5 separate regions of the Sus scrofa genome follow, and regions 1, 2, 3 and 4 are each linked to region 5. The links are chromatin contacts, called in public HiChIP or PLAC-seq maps. All regions are on one chromosome and are shown on one strand. The core of a region is the stretch at or near the end of the contact, and the rest is flanking DNA. Distances in the headings are between cores, read along the strand shown.

Region 1 (2,831 bases), core at 109-2,608, 180 kb before region 5:
CTAGAAAAATGTTTGAAATACAGAAGGTACTCGGGAAATATTAAATGGATGAATAATGGGGAAATGAGGTCTCTTCACCTCATTGTTGGATATTTTTGTTTTTCAACAAATCAGATGGGCTTTAGTTCTTTCAAAAATTTTCACCAACTCCAACTGTGTTACCTGTGTCACAATAAAGAGTCACTAGCTGGGACTTAGCTAAGAGTCATGAGGAAACCAGGTGAGAGAAAACGGCATCAGGAGAGAGGACAGAAAGGAACAATTTCCGCTCATCCTTGGAAGATGGGGGGATAGGGGTCTGGTTGTAAAACACACTATCCCCATAGCCTCTTTCTAGACTCATTCTTCACTAAACCCAGCAAAATGAAGGCACTTTGCTCAGTTGATGAGAACCTTGCAAGGGACACTTTTGAGTTAACTACATTCAAGGGCAAGTGCAGATATTCTCCAAGTTTTGTGGAATCTCGGGTTTGGGCGCATTTTCTCCTCTGACTCAAGTGGTCAAATTTCCCAGGGAAAGTTCTCCATCTGTTATACATATGCCGTGCTTCTTAGACTAAATCAGCAGGCAGTAGGAACCGTACAAGCAAATTCCTTCGTTGTACAAATGAAAACCGGAGGCCTGGACAGGAGGTGAGCCTTGTTCTTCTGTTGGGTTATGGTGCCCTTTCCCCTCATGGACTCCAGTTCCTCTTCTCCAGTCTTCCAAATCCTCTCAGGCAGGAGAGTGTAGGAGAAAGAAGGAAAATGTGCTGAAAACCAAGTCTGAGACCTATGGGCACATGAGAGAAACTTCCTTGGCGTGGCACAGAGTCTCTGGACATCTTGTTTAGGTTCAAATCCTAATTCTGTTCTCCTACTTGCGGTGACCCTCTGCAAGGTGCTTAACTCTCTCTGAGCCGGTTTCCTCATCAGTTAAATGAGAATAAAAGATAAAAATATAGGGTGGTTGTGACTATTAGCAAAACATAAAGCCTACAATGTGCCAAGTAACAAAGTCCTGTTAGCACAATAATTCTTGAGTGAGGGCTCTCTGCATGCACTGCCAAAGTCTAAATCAAGCTCAGAAGAGAAATGTGCCGTTTTAATTCTCCTCCACAACCTTGCTTCTCCAATACCTGCTTCGTTTCTCTTTGGGTCTCTTTCATGTGTTTTTTCAAAGTCCTGCTTTTCTGGCTGGGTGTGTTATTTCTTATCTATTGCTCCTCTCGGCTGCCTATTTTGCTGTAATCCTCAACTTTGTAGGAGGTGATGCTAGTGGTATTTCCCACCCCTCCCCACCCCCCGCATCCCTGCCCCGCTGTTAGGGAAAGGGAAGTGCATGAAAAGTTCATCCAACTGGCTTGAAGTCCACAACTTTTCCTTTGTTTCAAAACTCTGCTAGATTCCATGGGTGGTGATTTCCTCCTTCCTGGTTTAGCGACCACAAGGAGGGATTTCATTTTGATTCATAACACAATATAGTCAAGGAGAAGCACACTTCTAGATGTTAATAGTAAATTATACTAGATGGCAGAATAAACTACCGAGAGACAAAAGGGCCTCAAATTTGGAAGTCGGATAGCACAGGGTATCAGTTGAAGGAGAGATAGATAAACAAGTTTTATAGCCTTATTTTACATAAATTTGGGGAACTCTGAAATACTGGTCCACATCTCTAAATCCATACACAATCTGAATTACTTTCCAACTGTGTTTTCTTTTTATGTGAAAACATCACATAGATTTTTCTTGAAGTATACATTTACCTGGTGAGCTGAAGGGAATTATGAAAGGACGAAACGTAACCCTCTCTCTCAGCTGCCTTTTCCCACCCACACTACCTTTCAGCAAATTAGCTAAGGAGACGGTGCCAGTTGAAAGCAGAACTCACTTTTCATCATTTTGGATGGATTGGGGCTTTACTCTTGTGGAAAATAAGAACTCTAAAGGTCATTCATATCTTGACCTCACTGAATATGAAGATTCTCTCCCTCCTGCTCATTCTTTTCCTTATCCATCTCTTTTTGAGAATGTCAGGAACTTTTCTTTGACGTTTCTGTGCTGGACAAATGCAGGGACAACAGGCAGCATTCAGAAAAACATCATTTTTCTTTCGGTTAACTTGAAGGCAGTAAACTCAGGATCCACTTGTTGTTCTCCAGTGTTCTACCTCCAATATACCCTTTACTGATTTTACCCCTCCAGAGTATCTAACGGACCTCATAAATTCCTGAAACTTGATGCACAACTCTATACATTTAGGCTTAGGTGGGTTTAAGGGTGAGGAGAGTGCATATAGCTTTCATCATATTTTCAAAAGAGTAAGTGGTTAAATTAAAAAGGTTAAGAACCAATGAGGTGATACCTACCAGGGAAGCTACTCTTTTGAGTCTTGGCACATAAATTAACCTTAAAAGGTTAATTCGATGAAATCTGTAGGACACCATCCAAGTTCACTCCCTGGCCCCTGGAAATGCTTTGTGGTCTTCTGAACACTCCCGAGCCTGTGAGACAGAGGCAATGGGAAGAATGAAGCAGCAGAGCCCTCTCCATCAGTGGATGTTAGTCACTAAAGGTCCCTGTGTGCTGTATTGTACCCCTTACCCCAGGCAGGGAGCAGCCTAGAAGGGATTGGATGGTTAATTCACCAAAGGAGGAAATTGCTGCCTGGCTGAACTGGTTACTATTCAATCTATTCACCACTAAATGAGAGCATGAGCTAAAACTGTAGTTTCCATAGCGGATTCTTTGCTTTTGTGTAAATAAAACAATAATCCCTGAGGGAGAACAAAAAGTAAACACAGATAAACATTTTTACTTCCTTTTGCTGATATTGCTCTTATTGGGAA
Region 2 (3,025 bases), core at 42-2,541, 190 kb before region 5:
GAATTCTCAAAGCCTAGTTTTATTACATTCTCTTCCAAGAAGACTTTCCCAATCCTCTCAGTTAGAATAAACTTCCTTTAGCTCTGTGTTTTCTGCGTCTTAAATGAGAAACTATCTTACAGCAAGGATGTCCGTTCAAGATTATGTTTGTGCAATGCTCTGGACCAATTAGTATCTTTACCTTACTGAATTGAAGTGCTGGCCGTGCTGCCATTGTGATGTCTTGCAAGTACTGACCGTAGATATCATCTAGACTAGAGCTTTAGGATATCAAGAGTACAAAAACAGGCCTGTTTAATATTAGCTTTTTGTGGTCAAGCTCCAAACTTGACCATTGTTCCAAGGAGATTTTTTAAAAAGCTTGCTTTTTGAGATTGGATGCAAAGGACAGGTCACAAGTTTGAATTTCTGAGAAGACTTGAAATCAAGCTGTATGCAATCCTGAATTTCATGGGTAGAATGGCCATGGATTTGTTTTCCAGTTCTTATAAAACAGAATTTGTGAAACGGCCATCAGATGAAATTAAGAAGAGCTAAATGTAGAGAAATTTAAAGGAAATATGACTTTTTATAGTGAGTAATATACTTAATGAAGTTATTCTTCCAAACTTCATAAGAAGTGTATATAAATTCACAGTCGCCCTTCTAATCTCCTTCAGCTGTTGTATGAGAGAAGAAGACCTTCACTTGGAATCAGGCATTCTGAATTCGGATCTTGTTTTTCACTACCAGATATGGGAGTGTGGTAAAGTCACTTAAATGTTCTGATTCTCAGTTCCCCCCTTCCATTGCAAAATGGGGATATAGTACATCCTGCTGGTGCCTACTTTTGAGCTAGTGCATCCATCCCCCAGCTACTAAGAGGACTGGCTAATAATGAGTTTTGGCTGTCTCCTTGCCAGGAAATGCCCCTGAATGAGGTGCTTATACCCACCTTCTTCCTCTGATAGCTTACAGCCAATGAGTAGCTAGTATCGGTGATGGAAATTAATGATGCCTATCTCACAGAGTTGTTAGGATGAAATAAGACAACATGCTGAAAATGCCAAGAAAGAAAGAAAGAAAGAGAGAGAGAGAAAGGAAGAAGAGAAAGAAAGGGAAGGAAAGGAAAGGAACTAAGAAAATTATAGGTTTGTATCGCTAATCGATAAGGTTGGACTCATCAAAGAATGTAGTCATGATCTTTTACACTTTCTAAAGTCAGAATTCTGGGTGGAATTGTTGACATATGTAAATGACATTTATTTGCTCATATGAGGAACAAGCTTTCTAAATCCTCAAAAGAAACGCTATCTCATGGCAGTGCCAACGAACTGTGAGGTAAGAGGATGTGTCCTCCATGTTAGTCTGTCTTCCTTAACCACTTCCTGGCAAGTTGCACGTATTCATACTTTTAAATAAGTAGAATATTTGACGTGGCTTCTCTTGATCCATTGGAAGCTAATCGAAGATTTTATTTGATTTGAGGGTTCAGAATCAGCAACTATAAGTAATTCTCAAATGATAGTGATAACAGTTTAGCTGTATATTGAATGTGTATCATGTGTTGATTATTGTACATCCATTCATCCTATAAGTTAATCCTTCAAGATCATTATAATTATCCCAAATTTGCACACAGGAACTGGAAATGCTGTCACTGGATGAATTGCTGAATGTCACACCACTGGTAAGACTCAGGGTTGGAAGCCAAGATTGTCTGACCTGTGCTCTGTTGAGCTGAATTAGGGCTACATGAAGTTAAATTCATGTCTATGTTTTTATTTATTTATATTTTTATTTCATAAATTAGACCTGAGCCTAAACACCAGAACATGGAAGAAGGGTAAGAATAATGGTATGAACTGCTCTTAGCTCAGATATTTACAAGGAACCAGCCAAGAGATTACAGAGAACCACTAAAAGAGAGCCCTTGTCTATTGGTTAATCATAGCTGAGGAAGTGAATGGTATCATTATTTCATAAAACCTGAGAATAAGGGCTAAGGTGAGGGATTGTCCTTAATACTCACAGCTTGGGAAAGAAAATTCTCCCAAACTTGGGTGCCCAGTTGCTCAATTTTTTCATGTCATCGTGGGTACGTGATTCAAAGGTAGAAAGAAGATGTGGGTAGTGAGAAGTCTGGCAGATTCAATCACTGCAAAAGATAAACACAAGCTACCAACAGTGGGATCAGGTTAACCTGAGTTGAGGAAGCTAGGTAAAAATGTTGTTGCTGAACAGAAGTGTTTCCAGTCTCCCATGAAATGTGTTTGGCACTATCTCCTTTTTCCATGAATGCTGTCCAAAATTGGTTACTGTTTGAGGAATGTTGCTCATTTTTTTTCTTCAAGGATGGTGCTCAAACAACCTGATACCTGCTAATGTGAATCTATTTTCAAAAAAACATTTCAGAAGCATCATAGAATGACTGACTCGTGAAAATTCTCCCTGGATATATTAATTTTTTTCTTAATAAATGCACAAAATTCAAGACACTAATAAGATTGCTTATTAAAATACATCCAATCTGGTGATCAATCCAGGTAATATTTACTAGATAGATTTAATATATCTCTTTTTTTCCTTTCCTTTTTATGTATTTGTTTATTTCCCTACAGGTGATTAAATTATCCAGAGCCAAGGGAATAAATACCAAAATAACATTACAGTAAACTAAAGACTACCTGATCTAACAGGGTTGTTCAAATAAATAATAAGTTTAGACTAAACATAGGTAGAAATTACTGAAAATTTTCCTTATAATGCTTGGTTTCCTTATAATGCTTGGTTATCCTTTAGCATTTTCAAGCTTGCTTCTATAAGAGCTCATATATCTTAAAGATAATGTGATTTTAAAACAAGCACATACATTAGAAATGTGAATTCTTTTCTGAAATATACAAAATTTCACAGTTTTTAAGGAAAGAGATGACACAAAAGAAAACCATACCATGGCTTTGTTATAGCTATACTTTGAGAAATGTCAACATTTTGTGGGTGATCGGAATGGGAAACTTTAAAAAAAATGACATTTACTTATTCT
Region 3 (2,919 bases), core at 202-2,701, 220 kb before region 5:
GTTCCTAGTCGGATTCATTAAACACTGTGCCACAATGGGAACTCCCTATACTTGTTATTATCTTTTGTTCACTTCTGTGAGTACGTGTTGTGCAAAGCATCACACCAAGCCCTCATATGGAAGGACACATGACTTTCTCTCCTTTAGGTGCAGACAGTCCCACCAAGACAAGCTCAAAGTCCATCATATTTATCTCCATATCTCTGGCACCTCATACATAGACAATGGTTTAAAATATTTGCTTAGTAACTATATGAGTGCTGCAGTGAGGCTAGGCACATATCCAAGCAACTTGAAGATGAATTCTTATTTCCAACTCTTTCAAAGCTGACTACAGTGTATTGCACATGATGTAGGGCCTCAATCAGTACCATTTTAATGAGAAAAATACATTTCAGTCCACAATCTGGAGCCAAATTTTTACTTCTGTCTCATGGATGTTGCCATATTGACATGTTAGAGGTGAAAGTTGCCATTTTGCAGATGTCTCCATGCAATATTTGATTGTGTGTCTGCAAGTTTGAGTTATTCTATGGGAAGTAAAGGCCCTCTCACAATAGAAGCATTTTGTGTATAATTGATACTGAAATACAAGAATGTCAGTTGGCGACTTTACTGAACAATCAGTAGAAACCAAATACTTAAAACCAACAGCACAATATGACTGTGGTGGGTGATGGCCCTTTGAAAGGTTATATTTATGAGCTAGTATACTTTATTTTTTATAAAAGGTCAAATCTCTTAAATTATAGACCTCTGTAGAAAGATGAAGAATTGAACTTGAAGGAAGAATTGAGCTAGGAGGAAGAACTGAACTAGGAATCAAACTAGGATAAAAATTTCATTGACATAATATTGGATAATCCCATTAGGATTAAAATTTCCCTTTAAAAGAAAAATTCTTAGGCAAGAAGGATAATTTAACAAAGATTTCTATGATTTTATAATTTGAATCATATTGAGGCAATCTGCCCTAGAAAAAAAATTACTCTACGCCTGTCACGAGCCAGACCCGACTCTATTGCCAACACCAAGGTCTTTGGACACCTCTGCTTCTGTTTCCCCATCTGTTCAATGAGGAAGTTGTGTGGGAACAGCTGTTTATAACCACACAGATCCAAATTCCTCCTTATTATACTTTATAAATACTTTAGACTATTCCTTCCTATTTAAAAATGAAAAGAGGAAGCAACATAACCTCTTTGTACATGTATTAATGGAACTTGATATAATATTTTCTCCATAATATAAGGCAGAAATAGAGGGAAACAATTGATCATTAACTACTATGTGTTTGTCATAAATGTTCAGGTATAGATATTCAAGAAGACATGATGGAACAGACAGGTGCCTGTACCTATTTATAAAGAATGAATTTACATTTGAGAGAAGTAAGTAGCTCCTAAACCACTCCATACAAGATGTGCACAGGACTAAAAGCCCAGGAGTCTGGGTGTGGACACTAGGATAAAAAACACTGTCAGGGTAAATAAAAACAGACCAGGCTGATTTGTAGATGATAAAAGGAGAGACATGGAGAAAATAAGGAAGTATGACACTTTGACAGCTTTGTTTGCTGTTTCTTTGTAAAATGTTTATTTAGTCGTGTAGGTTTCACTACTTGATTTGAAAAGAAAAAAAATTCTTGACAGAGTGAGCAACTTAGTCATTCAAATACCATAGGGAGATAAGAGAAACAGAGAATGCTAGGGCATTGCTGTTTTTTATAGAGTAAGTGGAAGACTTCTCTGAAGAGGGAGGTTTGCATGGAGAACAGAAGGAAGAAAGGAAGATCCTGCAAAGCTGAGGAAGACTTGGTTGGGGGGTGACCCTTAGAATTGGGAGGGCAGGCCAGCTCCAGAAGGCAGAACTCAAAGTGTAAAGCGCAGAAGTGGCAGAGGGTGAGGTACAGGGTGGGACTTGGGGGCTAATCCTGTGGGGACTTAAAATTCACTGAAAACTTTCATCTTAGTGAGACAGGAGGCCACTGGAGATATTGAACTTGGTAGTAACAGGCTAAAACTTGTCCAAGCCTTTGTTTCTTTTATTCACTCAGAATTAATATGTTTTCTATTGAAAATAGAGTCTGGAGAAAGGCGAAGAAGTAGCTCAAACAACTAGACCAATTAGGAGGTTCTAGCAGGACTTAAGGGGAGAGTGGGTGGTGGTCTGGACCTGAGTGGTAGCAGAAGAGGAACTAGGAAGTAGCTGAATTTTATAAATATGTTAAACAGAGAGCAGACAGAAGTTTTTGTAGGAGAAGGATGTGGGTGCAGGATAAGGGGAGCGGTCATGACTATGTTGCCTTAAAAAAAAAAGGTACAACCTGAAAGTTGAGAGTTAAGTTTTATTTGGGGTGAAATTAGGACTTAAGCCCAGGAGATGCATCTCATGTAGCCCTGAGAAATTGCTCTGCTCCAGAGGAAGTGAGGGGGAAAGCTAGGATATGAATTTTTAACAACAAAGGGAAGGTAGTAAGAACAAAATATTTATAGATAACCAGATTTACAGGAAAAGATTTATAGAAATCCAGTTTCTATGGGAAGAGGTGAGCATCTGGGCTTCCTAGAATCACTCCTTTGATATGCATCTCAACTGCGGGGGCGGGGGAGGGGAGGGGACACGACAGTCTTTGTTTCTTTCTTCAGTTCCCCCAGGGCTCACCAGCCAACCCTTGGGAGTGACTGCATTCACAGATGAGGACATCTTTTGTTTTAAGTTAACTGCAGCCCTGGAGGCAGTATCTCAGACAGCTCTGAAATAGCACCCCAAAGAGGAAAGGGGGAATATCAAGCTCTAAGTGATAAAGGTGAGGGGGGAAGTGCCTGCAGCCAGGCACATGTTTTACAAAGTCTGCTGCTGGTCTTATGGAGGTTACTACTAGTCACCAGGAGCAGACATCACTTGGGGAGTTGTAGT
Region 4 (2,933 bases), core at 188-2,687, 230 kb before region 5:
TAGGGAAAATCCTCAGGGGAGCTCACATGTGCCAGATATCCTTCTTTTCTCCTGAAACATGAAAACTGAAGGCCAGAGGGACATAGGAATGCCCCTAGGTGGTCACCGTGTCACCTTGCACCCTCTTGGTACCTGGCAGTTCTATGATGGCTGGTCATTCTGGCTGGTTAGTTTTGTGCTTTTTCCATTATTCTCAGTCTGAGTAGCTCTTGCCATCTTCCCAGAACACGAACTTCCTCCCTCTATGTTCCTTATGAGTAGCAGTGGCCTTGGGCTTCAAGCTGAGATTTTAGGAGTAATACTGAGTCAGTTTGGTGGTGACGATCCATATTTTCCGGCTTCAAATCCCAGCTCTGCCACCTGCAAGTTCTACGACCTCAGATGAACTGCTGAACCTCTTCATCTCATTGCTTAACTTTCCTCACCTACCTCATAGGGCTGTAAGGAAGATTAAATAAATGCATTGTCTGCTGCAAAGAAAACACTGAGCCTCAGAGAAAATGTTTCAGCTTGTCAAATTCAGACATGACAGCTTTAGCAACTGTATATGAAGCCTGTGCAACTTCCAACTTAGAAATTTGCTCGGCTCATGTGTAGTTTACTGTATAGCAATGGCTGTGCTCACCATTTTGCATCAATATTTTGTCTTAACTTTTCTTAAGTACCTTTCCTATAATTTCTTCATTTTCAAGTTGAAATATAACAGTTTCAAGAGCTGGGACTTTCTTCTATTAATTTCTTCATCTACCCAATGCAGAAAGGCTACATATAGGTCAAATAAAAAGTGAACTGTTTTGAAAATTTAAAAAAAATATCTATTGAGAAGCAAGCCTTTCAAAGTGCCAAAACAAATAACCCACCAATTCAGTCCCAAGGTTCCTAGTTTCGGGACAGGTCAATTCCAGTATTGATTCCACTGTTTTCAGTGGAATAATCTGACTACTTTATCACATAATCTTCCCATCAAATATCCAGATGATTTTAAGATGCCTGGATCTCGTCGTTGTCTTTCATATGAGAATAGCATCCTGGGATTACGAATGGTTTAACTGATGACTGAGGTTGTGGTATTGAGAAACAATTCCTATTCAGAGATTAAAATGACTCATAAATGGGTCAAAGGCAGTTAGAATATATTTTAACCAATCAACTCTCCAGTGAGCATTGTTCAAGCAACATGAGAGTTTCTGATTACTGGAAATCATGCAATATGGGCAAGTATTGGTGAAACATGGCAGGTGTCCTGCTCTAAAATATAATATTTTGGTTGTTTGAAAAGCTGCATTGAAAAGTTCCTTGAAAAGCTGCATCTCTATATCACATATACATTTTCCTGTAGGTGACTTCAAATGAATTATTTCAGCAAGGCAGTGAGTTTAGCCCAGGTCGACAGTGCAGAAGAGTTATTGAAAGTACTGGCTCTGGAACTGGACTCCCTGGGCTCAGATCACAGCAATGACACACTTATGGGGGTGTGACCTCAGGCTGATTCCTTCACTCGCTAAGGATCTATTTTCCTCTCTGGAAAATTGTCGTAAAAATAGTACCTCCCTCATTAAGTTACTGTGAGCATAATATTTGAGAATTTATAATAAAGTGCTGAGTCCAGAGAGAGTTGACTACATTTTAGCCATTACTTTTTTTTTTAATACTATTATTGGAAAGCATTTGCCACCTTGACCTTGCATTGGTAAATAATTTAATGGTGCAAAGAAATCTCTTCCTGATTAGTACAAAGATCTGCTTCTTCAGGGAAATCTAAGTGGTGTTTTGTTAAATGATTTTAATACTGGTGAGACCAGAAGATCCTGGAATTTGATGCCACCCTGTTCCTGTCAGAACCTGTGAGTCAGGTTGAGGCCAGCTACCTGCCTCATTCTTACATGGTTTCTACTTAATGAGGCCGCCTTCTCTCATTGCTTTCTTTGATGGGCCAAGGACCTACTGAGAAAACTGTCAATTCAGGGTTCCTGGAAGGAGGAAGTGAGTTGCCTGAGGCTAAGTATCTGCAGAACTACTCTGTCTTAGAACAGCCAACTTTAATGAGCATCTACTACGTGCTGGCACTTTACATACCCTGCTTAATATTTATAACCTCCACTTGGAATGGGATTTTATTGTCTCATTTTCATATGAGAAAACTGAAGTAAAGAGACATGTGTAATTTGTTCGAATCTCCACAACTCAAGAAAGCCAGGGTGCGCTCTGAACACTGTGTGTGTTAGATGCAAGGACTGTGTGTCTGAACATTGTTGTTTCTCTGAGGACTGGAGGGTACATATTTCATTGGGAAGGAAAAGGTTAATTTCTGTTGAATTTTGCCTTTTTCTTTATTTTATTTTATTTATTTTATTTTTCTCCTCTTTAGGGCTGCACCCACGACGCATGGAAGTTCCCAGGCTAGGGGTTGAATCTGAGTTGCAGCTGCCAGCCTTTGCCACAGTCACAGCAATGCCAGATCCAAGCCACATCTGTGACCTATACCACAGCTCATGGCAGTGCTGGATCCTTAACCCACTGAGAGAGGCCAGAGATGGAATCTGTGTCCTCATGGATACTAGTCAGATTTGTTTCTGCTGCATCACAACGTAAACTCTCTTTTTCTTCGTTTATGTATAATTTATTTATTCTGTTATTATTATTTAAATTTTTAATTTTTTTTTATTTTTAGGGCTGTGCCCATGGCACATGGAGGTTCCCAGGCTAGGGATCAGGTCAGAACTACAGCTGCTGACCTACACCACAGCCACAGCAATGCAGGATCCAAGCCACATCTTCGACCTACACCACAGCTCACTGCAACACCAGATCCTTAACCCACTGTGCAAGGCCAGGGATCGAACCTGAAACCTCATGGTTCCTAGTTGGATTCATTTCCACTACGCCATGATGCGAACACCTATTTATTCTATTTATTATTTATAATTCATTCA
Region 5 (2,831 bases), core at 76-2,575:
CCACAGTTCCAATAAGACTCAGTGACCAACTGAACTCAATATGGAGCACCAGTGGATCTGATTAGCATGAGAGGCGGCCTATGACATGCATTTATATTTTCCATGTTGCATACCCTAAACGCTCCTCTGCTTTCAGTCACAAGAGTGGGGAAGAGTTTCACACAATCTCAGATTCACCTTGCTTCCCATCTCAAGAGCAGACATCTTCCTGCATTCTGCTTTCACAGCTCTCCTCCAAGGTGATGGGAGTGTGCCTGACAAATACAAGAATAGCTACAAGGGGGAGATGTGAGTTAATACCCCTGGGTGAGAAGGACTGATGGTTATGTGCTTCAGACTCCAGGCCTTTAAGGGAGAATATTCTGTCTGCTTCCTGGAAAGTCCAGTGGGCTGGAGACCCTGTTGCCCGCAGCAGCAACTCCAGGAGGCGTGCTCACTTACATTGGCTTTCGCTCTTGCCTGTTCCACTTCTCTGCTTCCTCACTCTGGTGTCCTGGATCCCTGCACAAATGAACTACCAGCACTCAAGGCAATGACTCAGATTCGGATTTGAGCAGAGTGTATATTATGGCAATTCTTCAAAAAAAAGAAGAGAGAGATCAAGAAAAGCAAAAAAATGCTTTTTTTCCTCTTCCTTCTTCTTTCTTTCTTTCTTTTTTTTTTTTTTTTTTTTTTTTTTTTTTTTTTTTTTGTGGCATAAGGAAGTTCCTGGGCTAGGGGTCGAATGGAAGATGCAACTGAGGTCTACACCGCAGTCACAGCAACACTGGATCCGAACTTCATCTCTGACCTGCACTGCAGCTTGTGGCAACGTGGGGTCCTTAACCCACTGAGTGAGGCCAGGGCCTCAAACCTGCATCTTCATGGAGACTGCGTTGGGTTCTTAACCTGCCGACCCACAAGGTGAACTCCCCCAAAATTCTTTTGTCAACAGAAATACATCTCTTTCTGGGAGTTCTGTAGAGTGTAAAAGCATTTATCTTTCCATTGCTGTATTGCTCATTTTAAAGTTATTTGGCTTCCATTTTTTGGTCCTTTGTTGTCTTCTCTTTTTAGGAAATAGCCAGTTACCCCCAAAACACTTACTGTGGTTTGGTTGCAAGATGGTGGCAGTGCAGCCCCCGATCCTCCACCCCTCATTTTCTCTAGTTTAATGTGACAGTGAACAAAGTTAAGACACTGCTGTATTTCTGAGATATGCTTCATACTTGCTCAAGAGGTTATAGTTTTTATGTATTTTCCCAGGGGGCCTGATCCTACAGTCCCTGTGGTTAGCTGTATTTGTAGGTATTTGGCAATGACTCTAAACAGCTAAGTGTGGCTGGCCTTTGGAAAACACTGGGCTGTGAGTCAGAGGGCTTTGATTCCTTTTACGATTCTACTTCTTATGCTGAGAAACCTCCTAACCACTCTGGGAATTTTTCCATCTGTAATGGAGCCACCCAGCTCTTATCTGTACCCCAGACTAAGAGAAACAGAGTTAAGAGCTCTTGGAGCCTCTTGGATTCTTAAGTTAGAAATGGGCCTGAGTCGACTGCACTTTCTTAGGTTTAAAATCTAAAGTATTTCCATTAATTGTTTTATTTTGATATGGTTGGAAATATGCTTTGATGACAAAAGATGTAAGAGTGATCTTTTGTCCTTCTATTGAATAAATGAATTCTGATACAAGGAGATTACTTATAACTGAGGGAAACAAAATCATTTAAAATACTGAATAGCCTATTAGTTTTATACATCACTTTTCTGAACCTCATCCGGACCAAGTCAAGAGCATATGGCCTTCTAATAGCAAGGATAGATTCCTTTGGCTAAAACAATGAACCGATCTACAGGATACTCCTGGGAAGTGAAGCATGGCCTTTAAGAGGACACTGGTAGAACACGCACATAAACCTCCCCTGTGCTAAATCCCTAGGTAAGAAAATAAAGGTTGGGAGAGAGGAAGCTCATTTCTTATTAATTTATTTTTGGTACAGGGGTGTGGGTGTGGGTGGGTGTTTAGAGGTGGCTTCTGTTTGTGTGCTGTTAGGTGGTTGGCTGTTCATAAGAGGTAGTCTGCAATGAAATATGACCACTCCCAATGTGGTGTTCTATGAGAGGTGGCTTTTATTTCTGCAAATTCTCTTTGAAGTGGACTGATAAAAGTTATGGCCCATTCATTGATCTCAGGATCACTATACCCAGATCAATGACTTCCCTCACCTGCAACACTCAGGTGGGGGTGGAGATGGGGTGGGGGTGGGGACAGTTTAACTGGGAAGGAGGGGTGAGGTGCTGGAAAGCAGATTCTGGTTTGCCAGAGAGCACTGACCAAGCTCTAGGTGCCAAGATGCAAGGACAAGAGGGAAGCAAAAATGCTTGGGAAAGAAAGTGGGGATGGGACAAAAAGAAAAATTAACAATCGTGACCTTGCAATTTTGCCTGGTGAACCCAAAATACGTCCAGGTTAGTGCAAAGATGACAAAGCTTCTCCCTATCAACTCATCTCGGTTTTCCCAGTCATCTGGTCCCCAACTGGAAAGACAAAGAAAGAGGTTAATTAAAAAGAGCCGAAAAAGCAAAATTCTATATATTACTGTGCGCGCGCGCGCACACACACACACACACACACACACACACACGCGAGTGTTTGAGCACACCTCCCTCTTCATCCTTCACAGCCAATATATTAAAAGCACTAAAATTCCTATCCCCAAACTTCAATCTTTTATAATTATCATGCAATAAATACATCAAGAAATGCACCGAAGAAACTGATGGTTCAGAACAAGAGAGATGAAACAGCTAGTACAGGGTTACCTGCAGGATTGGATAATGGGTTTTTGAGG

The links. HiChIP or PLAC-seq counts read pairs in DNA pulled down with a chosen protein or histone mark.
Region 1: an H3K27ac HiChIP or PLAC-seq map of alveolar macrophages shows a contact between it and region 5. The contact joins two enhancer-like sites. A contact is called at or near these places in 1 of 5 promoter capture datasets (liver), 15 of 47 Hi-C or Micro-C datasets (adipose tissue, alveolar macrophages, embryonic fibroblasts and 9 more) and 2 of 2 datasets of contacts at active chromatin or transcription factors (alveolar macrophages and skeletal muscle).
Region 2: a contact with region 5 is called in an H3K27ac HiChIP or PLAC-seq map of alveolar macrophages. The contact joins two enhancer-like sites. A contact is called at or near these places in 6 of 47 Hi-C or Micro-C datasets (embryonic fibroblasts, fibroblasts, heart right ventricle and 3 more) and 2 of 2 datasets of contacts at active chromatin or transcription factors (alveolar macrophages and skeletal muscle).
Region 3: a contact with region 5 is called in an H3K27ac HiChIP or PLAC-seq map of alveolar macrophages. The contact joins two enhancer-like sites. A contact is called at or near these places in 1 of 47 Hi-C or Micro-C datasets (embryonic fibroblasts) and 1 of 2 datasets of contacts at active chromatin or transcription factors (alveolar macrophages).
Region 4: a contact with region 5 is called in an H3K27ac HiChIP or PLAC-seq map of alveolar macrophages. The contact joins two enhancer-like sites. A contact is called at or near these places in 4 of 47 Hi-C or Micro-C datasets (embryonic fibroblasts and subcutaneous adipose tissue) and 1 of 2 datasets of contacts at active chromatin or transcription factors (alveolar macrophages).

What each region holds. Positions count from the first base shown.
Region 1 is chr8:69,925,448-69,928,278 of Sscrofa11.1, forward strand. It overlaps LOC106504691 (a long non-coding RNA gene), which reads right to left. Exons shown (of 4, transcript XR_002346702.1): 3 at 2,352-2,486; 4 at 1-907. Among named protein-coding and RNA genes, the nearest start is that of CXCL8, 5.8 kb to the right of the region's middle. Within about 2 kb of position 1,359, at least 8 of the 83 cell types and tissues checked have an H3K27ac peak or open chromatin away from gene starts, as enhancers often do. A contact at or near this core is called in alveolar macrophages, where this site is marked.
Region 2 is chr8:69,908,325-69,911,349 of Sscrofa11.1, forward strand. No RefSeq gene overlaps it. Among named protein-coding and RNA genes, the nearest start is that of CXCL8, 23 kb to the right of the region's middle. Within about 2 kb of position 1,292, at least 3 of the 83 cell types and tissues checked have an H3K27ac peak or open chromatin away from gene starts, as enhancers often do. A contact at or near this core is called in alveolar macrophages, where this site is marked.
Region 3 is chr8:69,884,335-69,887,253 of Sscrofa11.1, forward strand. No RefSeq gene overlaps it. Among named protein-coding and RNA genes, the nearest start is that of CXCL8, 47 kb to the right of the region's middle. Within about 2 kb of position 1,452, at least 7 of the 83 cell types and tissues checked have an H3K27ac peak or open chromatin away from gene starts, as enhancers often do. A contact at or near this core is called in alveolar macrophages, where this site is marked.
Region 4 is chr8:69,866,449-69,869,381 of Sscrofa11.1, forward strand. No RefSeq gene overlaps it. Among named protein-coding and RNA genes, the nearest start is that of RASSF6, 36 kb to the left of the region's middle. Within about 2 kb of position 1,438, at least 2 of the 83 cell types and tissues checked have an H3K27ac peak or open chromatin away from gene starts, as enhancers often do. A contact at or near this core is called in alveolar macrophages, where this site is marked.
Region 5 is chr8:70,100,731-70,103,561 of Sscrofa11.1, forward strand. No RefSeq gene overlaps it. Among named protein-coding and RNA genes, the nearest start is that of CXCL2, 55 kb to the right of the region's middle. Within about 2 kb of position 1,326, at least 9 of the 83 cell types and tissues checked have an H3K27ac peak or open chromatin away from gene starts, as enhancers often do. A contact at or near this core is called in alveolar macrophages, where this site is marked.